Linked DNA regions of Ostrinia nubilalis: region 2 is linked to region 1. A link is a contact called in public Hi-C data. All regions are on one chromosome and are shown on one strand. Each heading gives the region's core, a stretch centred on a gene start, on an enhancer-like site or on the middle of the called end of the contact. The rest is flanking DNA. Distances are from core to core; before and after follow the strand shown. Region 1 holds the start of LOC135076767 (ras-related protein Rap1). Region 2 holds the start of LOC135076784 (T-complex protein 1 subunit alpha).

Region 1 (7,206 bases), core at 3,036-5,535:
TACTACCAATGAGTCTCTTGCACTGATGGAATGCTATACAGGCCATTTTTATTTTGTTATCGACATGACTCTTCGAGTTCAATTTGTTGTCAAAGGTGATGAGTTTTGTTTATAAAGAGTTCTGGTAGTTGGAGCTCTTGTAAATTCTATAAAGCACTTATTAAGTACTTTTATTGACAACGTTAGGCACTATGAATTCAATTATATGTTTTACTAGTAGATGTTCACCATTATTTATTAAAACTATAAACTAAAGTTCTTTGATTTATAAACTACGACATTATTTTTTCCTTTAATCTGACGTTTGGGGTAAGTTATATAATTTTACACCAAATAATTAAGCAAATTATTAGTTACGATTTTCAAATGTTTTTGATCTAAGTAACTTATAACATTTTACACATGTACGAAACTTTTGTGGTTAATGGTATTAGTCTAATTGAATCATTATACACAAAATAAATAACCTTTTGTCTTTAACTTTTTGTGCTATAAATTAAGTTACATTCTTTTTCACCAACCAACAATACATAGTTTTTTTTGTGTATATTAATATGAGTCATCTTATATTGTTAATCACAAATTCAATCTGAACAACTTCAATCGTGTAAAAAGTAGTAACACGAGTCATACCTCTTGACACAATAAAAAATTGAAAGAAGCCTCCGGTACACTTTGTTAAAAGTAGACATGTATCAATATACACGAAAGAAAACTCAAAATTGGTTCACAAAGCCTTACTTGTATCATTTGACACAAATTTTTTTTCTTTTCTATACGTCGTAGAAACTTACCGATTAGATACAAAAATAGCTAATTTTTCAGAGATTCACATTATGTTATAAAGTCAATTTTGATCTAAGTCGAGTTAGATCCCTTTTCACTGGGGGTACAGAAATATAATACGCAGAACTGACGGCCGATGGGGCAGCAAGGTTCTGGAATGGAGGCCACATACCGGAAAGCCCAGCGTGGGACGCCCACCCACAAGGTGGACTGTTGACCTAATAAAGGTAGCAAGAAGGCACTGGTTCCAGGCCGCTACCACTACCAACCATTCAATATGGAAATAATTGGGGGAGGCCTAGTTCAGCAGCGGATGTCCTATGGCTGGAATGATGATGATGTTGCACATTGCGAAAAGGGTTGACGTTATCTAAGAAAATGTCGCCTATCTCACATTTTATATGCGTTTTACGATTGTCCTGCAAGATCATAAACTTTCCTTAACGAAATACCAAGTTTATATCCGTACGACGTACTAAATTTGTTATGGCGTCTTATCGCAGATAATTAATATTCGTACGCACTTATAAAGTTATCTTAGCCACTGGATAGCGCTTTCAGAAGTTCAGATCGTTCGGGGCACATTAAATTATTAAATCATGATTATTCCTGATAGTAAGTTACTTAATAATAAGTAAGTACTAATACATTATAGCCACGATAGCCGAACGGTGAAGGGGTCGGACTGGCCGACTCGAGATCCGAGGAACGCGGGTTCGAATCCCACCGCCACTCGACTATTGTGGTGAGCCCACTCGTAACACAAGCTTATTTAGCCTAACACTAGGGGCTAATAGGACTATTAGTAATTCGAGCAATACAAATTGTTGTTAATAATCTTTATAAAAATAATACATCATCGTCATTTCAGCCATAGGCAGTCAACTGCTGGACCAGGGTGCGGAAACTTCCATACAACGGTCATCGAAGTGAAACTTGCTTCCAAACAGCGACATCGGTGAATAAATTCAAATACTTTTTAACTACCCTAAAACGCTCTAGATGTCGCTGCTCCTGTTTCCTTCATATTTTAATTTTTTTCTTAATTAAAATATATTTGAGAATATTGTTAATTACAATGTGAAAACTTTTTTTAAATGAAATTAATTTGTTTTAATTTAAAACTGAACGGTGACATTTTTTGTTATAATTTACATAATAGAGTAGTAGAAATTACTATTTAACATATGGCAACTTTGTTTTTCCTCCAAAATGGCCGGTGTTGTTTTTGTTATGTTAAATGCATTCTTGTTTTCTTAGCCATCATTTAAGTGTTCTGTGGCCCTATTAAAGTATTGAAGAGTCGTCGAGTCAAATTCAAGTTCATTCCTTCGTACCTGCTGCTGTTCTGGTTCATCGGAGTTTTGTTCGTTCCTTCGTGAATCGCGAAGAAACTTTCTGTTATGTTCACAAGTGATCTGAGTTTTCTCAATGTGCAAATGCTTTTTTAGTGTTGTTGAAAACTTTGCGAAAAGACGCTTTTGGTGTATAATATTATGTGTGTTCATAAATAAAGTAAAATTATTAAATTCAAAAGTTTTTGTTTACTTATTTGCATCACAGAATACATAATAGTAGCAACAGAAATTGCACTCCTTTGTGTAGGATCAGATGCCGACATTTTAACGGTAATAATAATAATGCAAAATATCCAACGCACATGGTGCATTCGAAATCGCACCTTACTACTACGCTCACAAGAGCGCAAATTTTTTGTGTTCAGAATTAATCTACCTCGCAGCTCAAGCGTCAGGGTTGTATAAGCAAAGTAAAATAAATAATAACTTAATTTTAAGAAGCATTTATTGTATTTACGATTGGTAATCTTTAATCTAGTGGTGTTTGTATAATCGTACCATCTCTAAAGTACCTATTAATAAACTTCAGTGTTGCAATAATTCGAAATTGGACAAATAGTTTTAAAAGGTGTAGTGTCGGAAAATAGACACGGTGAAGTAAGTTAATGTTTATATTAGCTAAAATAATTTTATTGCTACAGTTTTTTGTCATAAGTATTACAAAATTATTTAAAAAGTGTAGTTTTTTTTTATATTCAAATTAGTACAGTTAATTATTATTCCTAAATACTACGATTTTACATTAAAGAAGGATAACAGTGCTGTTGGAACAATAAACCTTGATTGTGACGATGATCGACCGAGCGTGTATAGAAATACGCGTGTGCTCACAGGCGCGTGGCGGTCCTGACTGATTTGCAACTTGAAGTTGTCGCGCGCTGTAGGTAATTATCTCGGCCGGCATAGGCGAGTGACGGAGGCCTGTTTGCATTTCCATGTGCAATGTAGAATTTTTCCAAATCCATTGTTTTGAAAATAATACAATACGTATACCATAAAGATAAATATTTTCAAAATAATGGATTTGAAAAAATTCTACATTGTACATCATAAAAACAATAATTCTTTGAAGGTTATGAGGGCCTATGTGTGCGTGAACTGTGTGTATGTGTGCGTGCACTTTATGTATGTATGTGTGCGTGTACTATGTATGTATGTGAGCGTTACGTACGTAGGTTAAGTACAGGGAATTTAACACCAGGCTGTCAATTAGTAGGTTCAAAAATTTGACAGAGAGGGCTCTCTATTTCCTATGTATTACTTTTCTCTATGTGCTGGACGAAAGCTACTACAAGGAACAAAGCACGATTTCGTGACGGTGAATGATGAGTTGAACGAATGAGTAGCAAAATTTGGAAATGTAAACAAAACAAAATTATTAATCAATTAATATTTATCCGATTTTTTTTTTAATATTTAAAATAAATGTACAGAAAGCAATAGCGCCATCTTCAGTATTCTAGCACCTCCACTTCCAAGCTCTACAGCTTGCCCGCCATCTAGTAGGAAGTAGTGGAATCAACAAAAAATAATTCACCCTGACAGATCCAGTGTTGCCCTCTTAAAAATAGAAATAATATTTTCGTTATTTTTTAAAGTCGTGTCTTATAGATTTTATTTTCATTAATTAATTTTTGATTACCTCAACCCATTTATTTATAACAAGATTTATAATTAATTATTGTACCAGTCTCAATTAGTAACGTTACGTCGTTACGTTTGTTTTTATTTGTAAATTCAATAAAAGTCCGTTGATCGTTGAAAGGGGAGCTTATCAAAAGTCTGTTGATCAATTTGACTCAAATACTCAATCATAATTTAACTGCTGAAGTTAGGTCTAGACCTAAGCTATGAGCCTTAGAGTGTGCCCTAGTGTTATTGTTTTTGCCAATACATTTCGAGATAATACGAATTTGATTAATATTTATTTGTTACATCCTCCCACTCCAAATCATAACAACATCCTTCCCATTGGATGACGTCACGATAACAGGAACGGAACGTTACCGTCACCACATACATAGAACAATAATCGCTAGGTTGTGACATAGATAAGAATAAGTACTTTGCATTGGTCGAGAGCGAATTCAATTAACTACTGCTAGTATTAAATAATCTACGCCCGCGCGTGGTGCAACTGCAATGGTACAAGTAATATTTTAGTAATCCAAGTCGAAAACGTGATTTTAAAACACAGAGCATACCGTGATGGCTTGTTGGCTTGCTTATCATACTTAAAATTATTTTCTATGGCAACATTGCAGAAGTGAGCCATCGCCCTGTTACTGTGTCATGGCGGTTTGACTTGTTAAAAGTTTTTTTGCAATAACTCACTAGTTAATGTGCTTTTTAGCGATTTGATCTTTGATTTCAACAATTAATAACACGTGATACAAAATAGTTAATAATGCGCGAATACAAAATAGTCGTGTTAGGTAGCGGAGGCGTGGGAAAGTCTGCCCTCACGGTACAGTTCGTACAAGGCATCTTTGTGGAGAAATACGACCCCACCATAGAAGACAGCTATCGGAAACAGGTGGAAGTGGACGGTCAACAATGCATGCTCGAAATTTTGGATACTGCCGGCACGGAACAGTTTACCGCGATGAGGGATTTGTACATGAAGAACGGCCAGGGATTCGTGTTAGTGTATTCGATCACCGCACAGTCTACGTTTAACGACCTGCAGGATCTCCGGGAGCAGATCCTGCGAGTGAAGGACAAGGACGACGTGCCGATGGTGCTGGTGGGCAACAAGTGCGACCTGGAGGCGGAGCGCGTGGTGGGCAAGGACCAGGGCGGCAACCTGGCTCGCCACTTCAACTGCGCCTTCATGGAGACCTCGGCGAAGGCGAAAATCAACGTCAACGACGTATTCTACGACCTAGTAAGACAGATCAACAAGAAGTCACCCAAAGAGGAAAGGAAAGTTAGGAAGAATAAAGTGTGTCGTCTTCTGTAAGTGTTGCGGAGCCTCAGACGCGTCTAGATATACAATATTTAATAATTTGAAAGACTTCTCGTACCCGGATTTGGCTCTTGACAGTTCCCAAAGTTAACTAGATCGGGTGTTGAGCTTCGTCACTTGGCGAGCACCTGTAGCATTTCGAGAATGTGCATTTGTTGAGCAGTGTCGTGAACCAGTGCTTTAGCACGAGTGGAAAATGCACAGAGCATCGTGGATTTATCCAGTCCTACCCAAATAAATGTAGCTACTACACATTTTGGTCTGTTTTTTATAGTTAATGAGATATATTTGAGGATAGATTCGACGATTCTGTGTGTGTTTCACTCTAGAAATTCCAATTGTAATGTGTGGATGCTGTTAGGTTCAGAAGTTTAATGTTACAATAAATTGTATTTTAATCCATGGCAATTGCAGCGGGATTCCATGTAGGTGTATTGTAAAATAATCAATATGAAAAATAGGTAAATGACATGCAATAATTACTATAATTCATTTATCTAATGTTAATTAAAATTGTAGTTGTCATGGACCAATTATTTAGGTCACAGCCAAACTCTTGAGTCTTTTCAAAAATAACTAATGTTATTCTATTAATATTCAATGAAGTAACAATGCTACGTTCAGCCAGACGGTTGCTTTGAACAGGAAAAGTAACAATGGGTGTATTTACCATGACATTATCTCAAGGGCATTCAAATATACTCAAATGTTACACAGAATTATTCTTCATTTTGTAAAAAATTATATAGTCATAACATGAATTCCAAATGCATTTATTAATATATCTTCGCTGTCTGAACATAGCAATGTACGGAAAGATGATTTATTTTCTAGTTTTCTAGTAATATTGTTCTGATTGCACTAATGTTTACAAGAGCCCCAAACTTCTGAACGTTTGGAATGAGAGTAGAATATGCAGGCTCCGAAGAGACCTGGAAAATGTGCCAGCAGGCCTGTACCAGCATGTAAGTAATGTTTAATATTAAGGATACATTAAATTTTTTCAGATATATTATTGTCTTGTTATATAATTCAAATGTATCGAAGGGAAGTTGATAATGCAACACCATTTAGGACTTGATAACCTTTGAACAAATATTAGTGAGCCTTAGGTGATTGCACCCTGCTGACCGTAGTGTCTTCAGCGTCTGCCTAGAGAAGTCCAGTGCGGTGGCTAGAGGCATGCCACCGGCATACAAAAGTGGACTATAACCCCTCATCTATGAAATTGAAAACTTTAAATAAAAAAATTATCGTTATTGTAAATGGATAAAGTTTTATGGTAACTGGCTCATTTATATAAATCCAACCTAAGTTTTGCTGCTATAAACTTTGTTAAACGTAATAATTATATAGGTGTTCAAATATTGTTACGGGATTAGATGTTTCCTCCATTTGCATTTCTGTTAACATGTAAGATTACTGCACAAGGATATTGGTAATGACTTTGATCTGAGTTGAATTATATTTTTATATATATTGTGCAAATTAAGAACTTGTATATTTTTATCTTTGCAATCAATAATTAATCGACATGTACATTAACTATTAATTTCTTTTTTTTTGCAAATTTATCAATAAAACCAATTTTAAATATTTGTTTTGGGGTATACTTTGTCGCCGTTTGCGGCTCTCCCGTCGTCTGCGTGACTCACAGCACGCTCGCCCTCGCTGTTCCCCTCACCAATCAAATGAACGTCAATTGACTTGGGTATTTTAATTGAATTCAATTAATTGAAACAACAATTACCATCTACAACTATTTTATTGCCTTACAGTGTAAAAAGTTTCATAAAATGTGTATTCACTTACATCACTAAACGACTAGGTAGTTACAAACACGATAAAAATAAATGGCAGTGTGACGTGGCGGGCGTATGTCGACATTCTAGTAACATAAGAATTGACACAGTCCAATGAAAATGAACACAATATCTAAGTTAGCCTAAGTGTAAACTAAACGGCGCGATCTATCATGCACAACAAGTGTCGCGTTACACCTGGCCTGTGGCGCGCCCATGGAGTGAAACAAGGTCTCATACATAGATCGAGCTCACCATGGGGGCGGATATACAAAAGAAACGCCTAAACAAA
Region 2 (7,206 bases), core at 2,168-4,667, 290 kb after region 1:
TGTTTTTGTTGGTTGGGTGTTCGCTAGTCGAAGAAAGTTCGTTTAATGAAAAATAAATGTACCTACAGTCAAAGCAAATAACAGTCACTGAAAACGTACATGATTTTATACTGACTTTTCTTAACTGATATTAAGATTAATTATTTATCAGTGTTGTGGATTAAAACCATTATTATAACATAGGTAGGCACCTAGTAAGTACCTCTGATTCTGGATAAGTTTAGGTATTTGGGTTAACTGTCAAGTATTTATCAAATCTTGCCTTTATTTATGTTGAATAAAAAGTCATAGTAGGAAATGAATTCTATACTTACTCGACCTTCGAGTTACTATATACATCCTCGTGTCAGTAAGAGCAATATTTAAGTTCCTTAGAATGTGCAAACCTAGATGACAATCTAAATATTTCTTAATTAAAACAAACATCCCTAATACAATACCTTGTTCAGCATTAAAGCAAAAGCAATCTATACAACGTGGTTTAAATTCCTACAACTATCGCACAGCATCCTGTCCGAAGAATCTTTGTAAGTAATCTAACCTAATATGTATTCAACATCTATAAATATTAAAAACAACTGCGAGACGGTAAAACAGGGAGTCCTGTGGGTGCGATAGCTGCGAACAATCCAGTTATATCTCCAACGTTTTACAATGACTACTGATTTTTGAGTGGCGACATCCGCAGCTGAATACTAAAGAGGCTGCAGGCTGCGACAACTCGCCTGAAACGCTCGCTCCTCGCGAAAATCAATAGACACATCTTCGAGATGACTCTCAACTTGTTCGAGGATTCAGCACCGTTTTATATAACGTTATTTGTTGACAAGACTGCAGCGTTATCAGTGCCGTCGCAGGGACGAGACCGCGCGGCGAGTCGACGTCCTACCACGCCCCAAAGATGCTGGGTCGTGGACCACGGTTTCGGGGGGGTTCGTGGGGCGGTGTTGATTCAGGGTGTGGGTACTTACCCGCGTGAGCGAGGTCCCGATATAGGCGCCATTGAGCGGGGCAGAGCGCGGCGGAGCGGCGGTGCGCGGCGGCGGTGGGCGCACGACTGGCGCCGGGCGCGTGCGTGCTGCGCGCGCATGAGCCGTCTCCGCAATTTGTTTTCCTCCGCTACTCCATGGGCCTTGGTTAACAGCAGTGAACGAGATTATGCTCCCGTGTAGATACAGGACGTGTAATGACGGATAAGTGACAAGGACGCAGATATGCACGATCGAGAATTCTGCAACGCTCTATCCTTCTCTGAGAGAACCATTACGTCCCGACAGCCGGAGTTCCCAGAAACATTGTCGCCGCTTATTCACGTCGTGGGACGTTGATGGCAATAGTTATGGATGAGATTTTAAACTCTGTTGTTTGCGGGAGGTAAACTAGCCCCCCGTACGTAGTTGGGTCACGTACACGAATAATTGAGGATGTTTCGCAATTCACTCAATTGTCTCATCATTTAATAATTTTGTCTGTATCCTGAAAATATTTCTTCTTGCGTTAAAATTTATGAAGATACTGAATGAAAACCCAATCCATTGCAAACATCGATGATCGAACCCGCGACCTCTAGCTTAGTAGTCCGATACGCGAACCACTATACCAAATTGCCGTCAAAATTCAATTTTTTGTATGACGTTTTATGACTGGATAAAAGCGAAAGAGTATATTTCACAGGAAGGAATTTACGAAAACTAATTTCATTTTAGTTTGAAAACTCGTTAGTTAGTTCTTTTACTTAAAAACATGCATGACTCTACCACCGAACGTTTGAATTTAGTCCCATTTACAGAGCCGGAAAAAATACCACATCATAAAAATCGAGCGACCCCTGATTCAGTACGTAATAATGCAGGAAAATAAACTCAAGATCCGTCGAACCTTTTCCTAGTTGACCTTCGCAGTGCGTCCTCATCGCGGATGGGCCAATCCTCGTTCTCCGAGCACGTACTCTCTGCTGGGGTGGACACACGCGGAGAACGTGCAGGACAATCGGGAATACTCATCATGATTATCGAAAATCGTTCCGCTTATCACGGTCTTCTATTATAGGAGCTACTTCTATCATACAATACAAAATCGAATGCTAGATATTTGAAAAATCTGAATTCTTTTTACTTGTTTTCCCATGATTACATAAGGATGGTCGACTGCAATAATGATTAATGTCCTTTCTACCTTGTTTAAGCATCTTTTATATCCTCAAGTAAGTACAAGTCCCATAAATCATATAAAAATAAAGTAAATAGACATTACTTAGACGTGTATTTAGAGACTTTATTTTCCTAATGCACATGACTACTTTATTTTAAGACACTATCTGCTCTTCTTCTGCACCCTGTATAGAAAGAAATATACATCGTTTTTATTTCCGATAAAGTAATAGTATTGGGGACTCTACCGGGGCAGCGCTACCAGTCACGTAGCCGCTACACGCTCCTGATATCTTGATAGGTATGTGAACCCTACTCTAACTACATAAATACTATTTCACAGACTGCCAGTTAGTATATGGTGGGTACGCAACACATTATACCTGGGCTATTTATAAAAGAACCGCTCACTCGTATAAACAGTCTTTAAATGATACCAACTAATATTCTCACTATTCAATCTGTAACTATAAATTAAAAATAACTTTCCAAAACTAGCAAGCATTCCCCGCTAGGAAAAGACATGAAAAACACTAAAAACACAGCTTTTTCTTTTCATGCAACGTAACAACTGGTTGTAGTTTGTTTACAGAATTTATCATGCGCTACATAGAGCGAGTTTTCATACAAAAGCTCTCTGGGGAGGTATAAAAGAAGAGAACAATACCTGAACTAGGGTAAAACCTAACTTCAGACCGGAATTTCTTTATTTTTATATTTGATTCTTACATTTTAGTTTCGTAGAGTTCGTTATTGTTAGTTTGTTCCGTTTTTTGGAACTTTTGCTTTGCTTCTTGTGGCTATTTATTATAATTACATTAAGATGGAGGAAGGTACTTATTTCATATTATCGTATTCTTATTATTTGATAGCTGGGCTTAGCCATTTTAAATCTTCGCGGGCTCTTATCAGCTTCCTAGTCCGACCTCATGTCCATGGCAATATTAAGTAGAACATTCACCGTTTCTCTTCCTCGTGCAAACTAAAATTAATATCTATACTAAACAAATTATACCTACTTCCTATTATAATTTATCAAAAATCATATTTTGTGTGTGTTTACTCGTAGTCTCGTAGTATAGAAGGGTAGAGCTTAGGGCTTACTTGATTTAAGGCCATCTAACAGCAAGTAGCAGAACTAAATAAAAAATAAAAACTATTTCCTTGTTGACTAGTATTTAGTTATAAAACTCCGCAATAGATGGCGCTACTAATGTAGCAACTATATTTTTTACACTGGCAATAAACAAAGTAAATGTCATTATTTCTTTCAGTTGGCTGCACTGAGTCATCTTCCAGAATCAAAAAGTGTGACGGACTAGCGAGAAATTGTGAATTTTGTGAAAAAATATAGTCAAAAATGTCTACACTCGCTGCACCACTTGCTGTTGCTGGGACTAGGTCATCCGGATCTTCAGTCAGGAGTCAAAATGGTATGAATTTTATGTTAAAATCCACACGAGGTAACACAGCCCCGGTGATCACATGCATTGCCACTTATGGTTACATTTTCATAAATATTTCGTAAAATCAGTATCAAATTGCCAGATAATCATTATTTCTAGGATGTTTGTTTCGTAAATGTCTCTCCTGTTTAATTTTCCTTAAGAATTTGAAAATTTACTACTAAGTACAAGGAAACTAACCTATGAAAGATTCAACCTAATGAGAATCCATTGAATGATGACTAAAATCTTTATCTAAAAAATTCTGAAATTTTCCAATTCTGAAAAATTCTAAAATTTTGAAAAAAGGGTGGAAGGAAGCATTAATGACTTTGTTTGTTGTAGTCACGGCAGCAGCTGCTATTGCTAACATTGTGAAGAGCTCCCTGGGCCCAGTGGGCCTGGACAAAATGTTGGTGGATGATATTGGAGATGTCACAGTCACAAATGATGGTGCTACTATCTTGAAGTAAGTGTCCTAAGTCCAAATCACTTACATTTTGTATTTTAACAAGTAAAATCCTTTGCGTGTAACAAAAAAAATAATTATTTTAATTATATTTATTGTACATTTCAGAATGCTGGAGGTGGAACACCCAGCAGCCAAGGTTTTGGTAGAACTGGCTCAGTTGCAGGATGAGGAAGTTGGTGATGGAACCACATCTGTAGTCATAGTTGCTGCTGAGTTATTGAAGGTTTGTAAATGTTCATATTATATCAAAAAATGACCCTTATATTATGGCTGTCAAAATAATTACTGTGAGTCTGTGATATTCTTAAAATCTTGCTATAGTAGTGTTCAAATCTGTTCCCTCTACAAGCTATATCCTCACTTTCCTTGGGCTATTTATTTGTCCAATTATGTGAATTTGAATTTAAACTCTGTTCTAGTACCAATGCATAGGAACTTTTATAAAAATTTATGTTACTTTTCAGAGTGCAGATGAACTGGTGAAGAATAAAATCCACCCGACCAGCATTATCTCGGGCTACAGGCTGGCCTGCAAGGAGGCTGTCAAGTATGTGCAGGACAACCTCACCGTCACAGTGGAGTCACTCGGAAGGCCGTCACTCATCAATGCTGCTAAAACCACCATGTCATCCAAACTTATTGGAGCGTATCCTTTTTCATAAACTAATCTTTTGACTAGTAATGCATAATGGATATAAAAACATTTCCTGTGGTATAAGAGGGTGAGACAAAATTTTAACACTTTAAGCCTTCCTTTCCTTCTTCTTAAGCCATTTGTTTCAACTGTGTGAAAATGTCAAATATGTAACCTGGCAAAAATTTAATCTCATTTCATGAATAATAAAAAGTAGTCATCTGTTATACTTGTTTTGTCATAATGCAAATGCACTGTAAATGCTTTCCTTAACTAAATATCAACAGTGATTCAGAATTCTTCGCCGAGATTATAGTAGATGCAGCACAAGCTATCAAGGCTATGGACCCTCGCGGCAACACAATCTACCCCATCAAGGCCGTCAATATCCTGAAGGCCCACGGACGGAGCGCTCGGGAGAGTGTCCTGGTGAAGGGATACGCCCTCAACTGCACCGTCGCCTCTCAGGCCATGCCCAAGAAGATTGTGAATGCTAAAATTGCGTGCTTGGACTTCTCGCTACAGAAGACGAAGATGAAAATGGGTGTTCAGGTAAATGTTTTTCTTTCATGTTTATTAGATGAATTTGTAATTGTTTGTGGTAATTTCATACTTCCCTAATGGTAGCTCTGTAGACCCTTGGACAAACCAAAGTACTACCTACTTCTTTATCAGTAGTAGATAGGCAAATGTCTTTCCTATTTTTGTCTAGTACCTTTCTTTGTAGTTAATTATTTAGTTTTCAGCCCAATTCTGGCAAAACACAGGTAGTCCCAAATATGGTACACCAAACTTAAAGGTAGTCATGCTTATCAGATAAAACCATAGTTATCTTTATTCTTTGCCCATAACACACACTTCTGTGACAACTTTCATTTTAGTTTAGAAAGATAGAAAGAAACATTATTACAATGGACATCACAAAAGACAGAGGTAACACATAAAACATACAATGGAAGAGAAAGTAAACTGAGCAGTGCCACATTGCAAAGTTTAAATATTGGTTTTGCTATAGTGTATTCAGTGGAATATAAATCTTTTTTGTAATCCTAGGTACTGGTCTCCGACCCCGAGAAGCTAGAAGCGATCCGCGCCCGCGAGCTTGACATCACCAAGGAGCGGCTACAGAAGATCCTCGCCACCGGCGTCAACGTCGTACTCTGCTCCGGCGGCATCGACGACCTCTGCCTCAAATACTTCGTGGAGGCCGGCGCCATGGGCGTGAGGAGATGCAAGAAGGCTGACTTAAAGAGGATCGCTAAGGCTACTGGAGCCACTTTCCTGACGTCACTGACTAATATGGAAGGTATGTTGAAAACCATCATTATATCTATCCTTTTTTTCAGCTTTTCTAAGTATCTCGATCTATTTGTGTCCTTTTATTGCCTTTCTGAGTAGGCAATTGTTCAGTTTATTCAGATATGTATTGTTGTTGACGTTGTTGTCAAGTTAAGGAACTGTAATAGATGTGTTCACTGTTGAATTCTACACTGTCTTAAATTGGCACAACTGCTCTGTTATTGTTATTTTAGGTGGCTAGAAACTTTTATAAACTTCTACAATTTTGGTCGAATACTTGTGCTGTAATCTTAGTAGAATTATTGATTATTGTACACATTATTATTGATGTTAGATCTGTTGCTTGTTTCTAGGCGAGGAAGTGTTCGAGCCGAGCATGATCGGAGAAGCCGCCGAAGTTGTCCAGGAGCAGATCTGTGATGACCAGCTCATTCTGATCAAGGGGTAACTATTAATTTAATTTTAGGCAGTTTTATTAATTTCCTAATGAATTCAGAACAAGCACAACGACACGAAAACATCTGCAAAAACGACGTGAACAAAATGAAGATATAAATACAGAATAAAAAAAACTGGTCCTAATTAACTATCGAGAAATGGACTAGGCGATGAATACTTCGCAGAACTGAACATCAATTGAAAAGATTTTCGACCACGATTTAATTTCTGAAACTAACAAAGTTCTGCGCCAATTAAGCCATGTATTCATTACGCAACATTTGTTGATAAACTGTTTATGACTAGTGTGAAACAAGTTTACCATAAACACAGTTTCTGAAACTTGGCCGTCCACACTTGCTCTCCACTCATAGAGGGGAGAACGGCAACATGTATCATAAACAATATTTCATCACCTATGTTTATGGACTGTTTATACATTGTTTACAGAGATTATGAAACATTGTTTATAAACAGTGTTTATCAACAAATGTTGCCTAATGAATACATGGCTTTATGCTCTAATTTCGTAAACATAACAGCCTATATTTCTATTCCTCAGACCTGTAGCTCGCACGGCTGCTTCAATAATCCTGCGCGGGCCGACAGACGCTTACTGCGACGAAATGGAGCGCTCGGCTCACGACGCGCTGTGCGCCGTCCGCCGCGTGCTAGAGTCAGGTCGTTTGGTGCCCGGGGGCGGCGCTGTCGAAGCCGCGCTTTCTATCTACCTGGAGAACTTCGCTACCACTCTGGTTAGTATACGTT

Evidence for each region. Hi-C and Micro-C count contacts between places; a contact is called where the count stands out from the background.
Region 2: a contact with region 1 is called in a Hi-C map of whole body, with 5 times the contacts expected there. The contact joins the promoter of LOC135076784 here to the promoter of LOC135076767 in region 1. A contact is called at or near these places in 3 of 5 Hi-C or Micro-C datasets (all in whole body).

The regions. Positions count from the first base shown.
Region 1 is chr12:2,467,882-2,475,087 of ilOstNubi1.1, forward strand. LOC135076767 (ras-related protein Rap1) reads left to right here and starts at 4,286. Exons shown (of 1, transcript XM_063971190.1): 1 at 4,286-6,710. The coding sequence starts at 4,552. The coding sequence ends at 5,106.
Region 2 is chr12:2,756,200-2,763,405 of ilOstNubi1.1, forward strand. It overlaps LOC135076784 (T-complex protein 1 subunit alpha), which reads left to right and starts at 3,418. Exons shown (of 10, transcript XM_063971218.1): 1 at 3,418-3,583; 2 at 3,941-4,064; 3 at 4,173-4,290; 4 at 4,532-4,713; 5 at 4,989-5,253; 6 at 5,755-6,007; 7 at 6,354-6,444; 8 at 7,001-7,193. The coding sequence starts at 3,511. LOC135076644 (cubilin) reads right to left here and starts at 1,045. Exons shown (of 21, transcript XM_063971066.1): 1 at 972-1,045.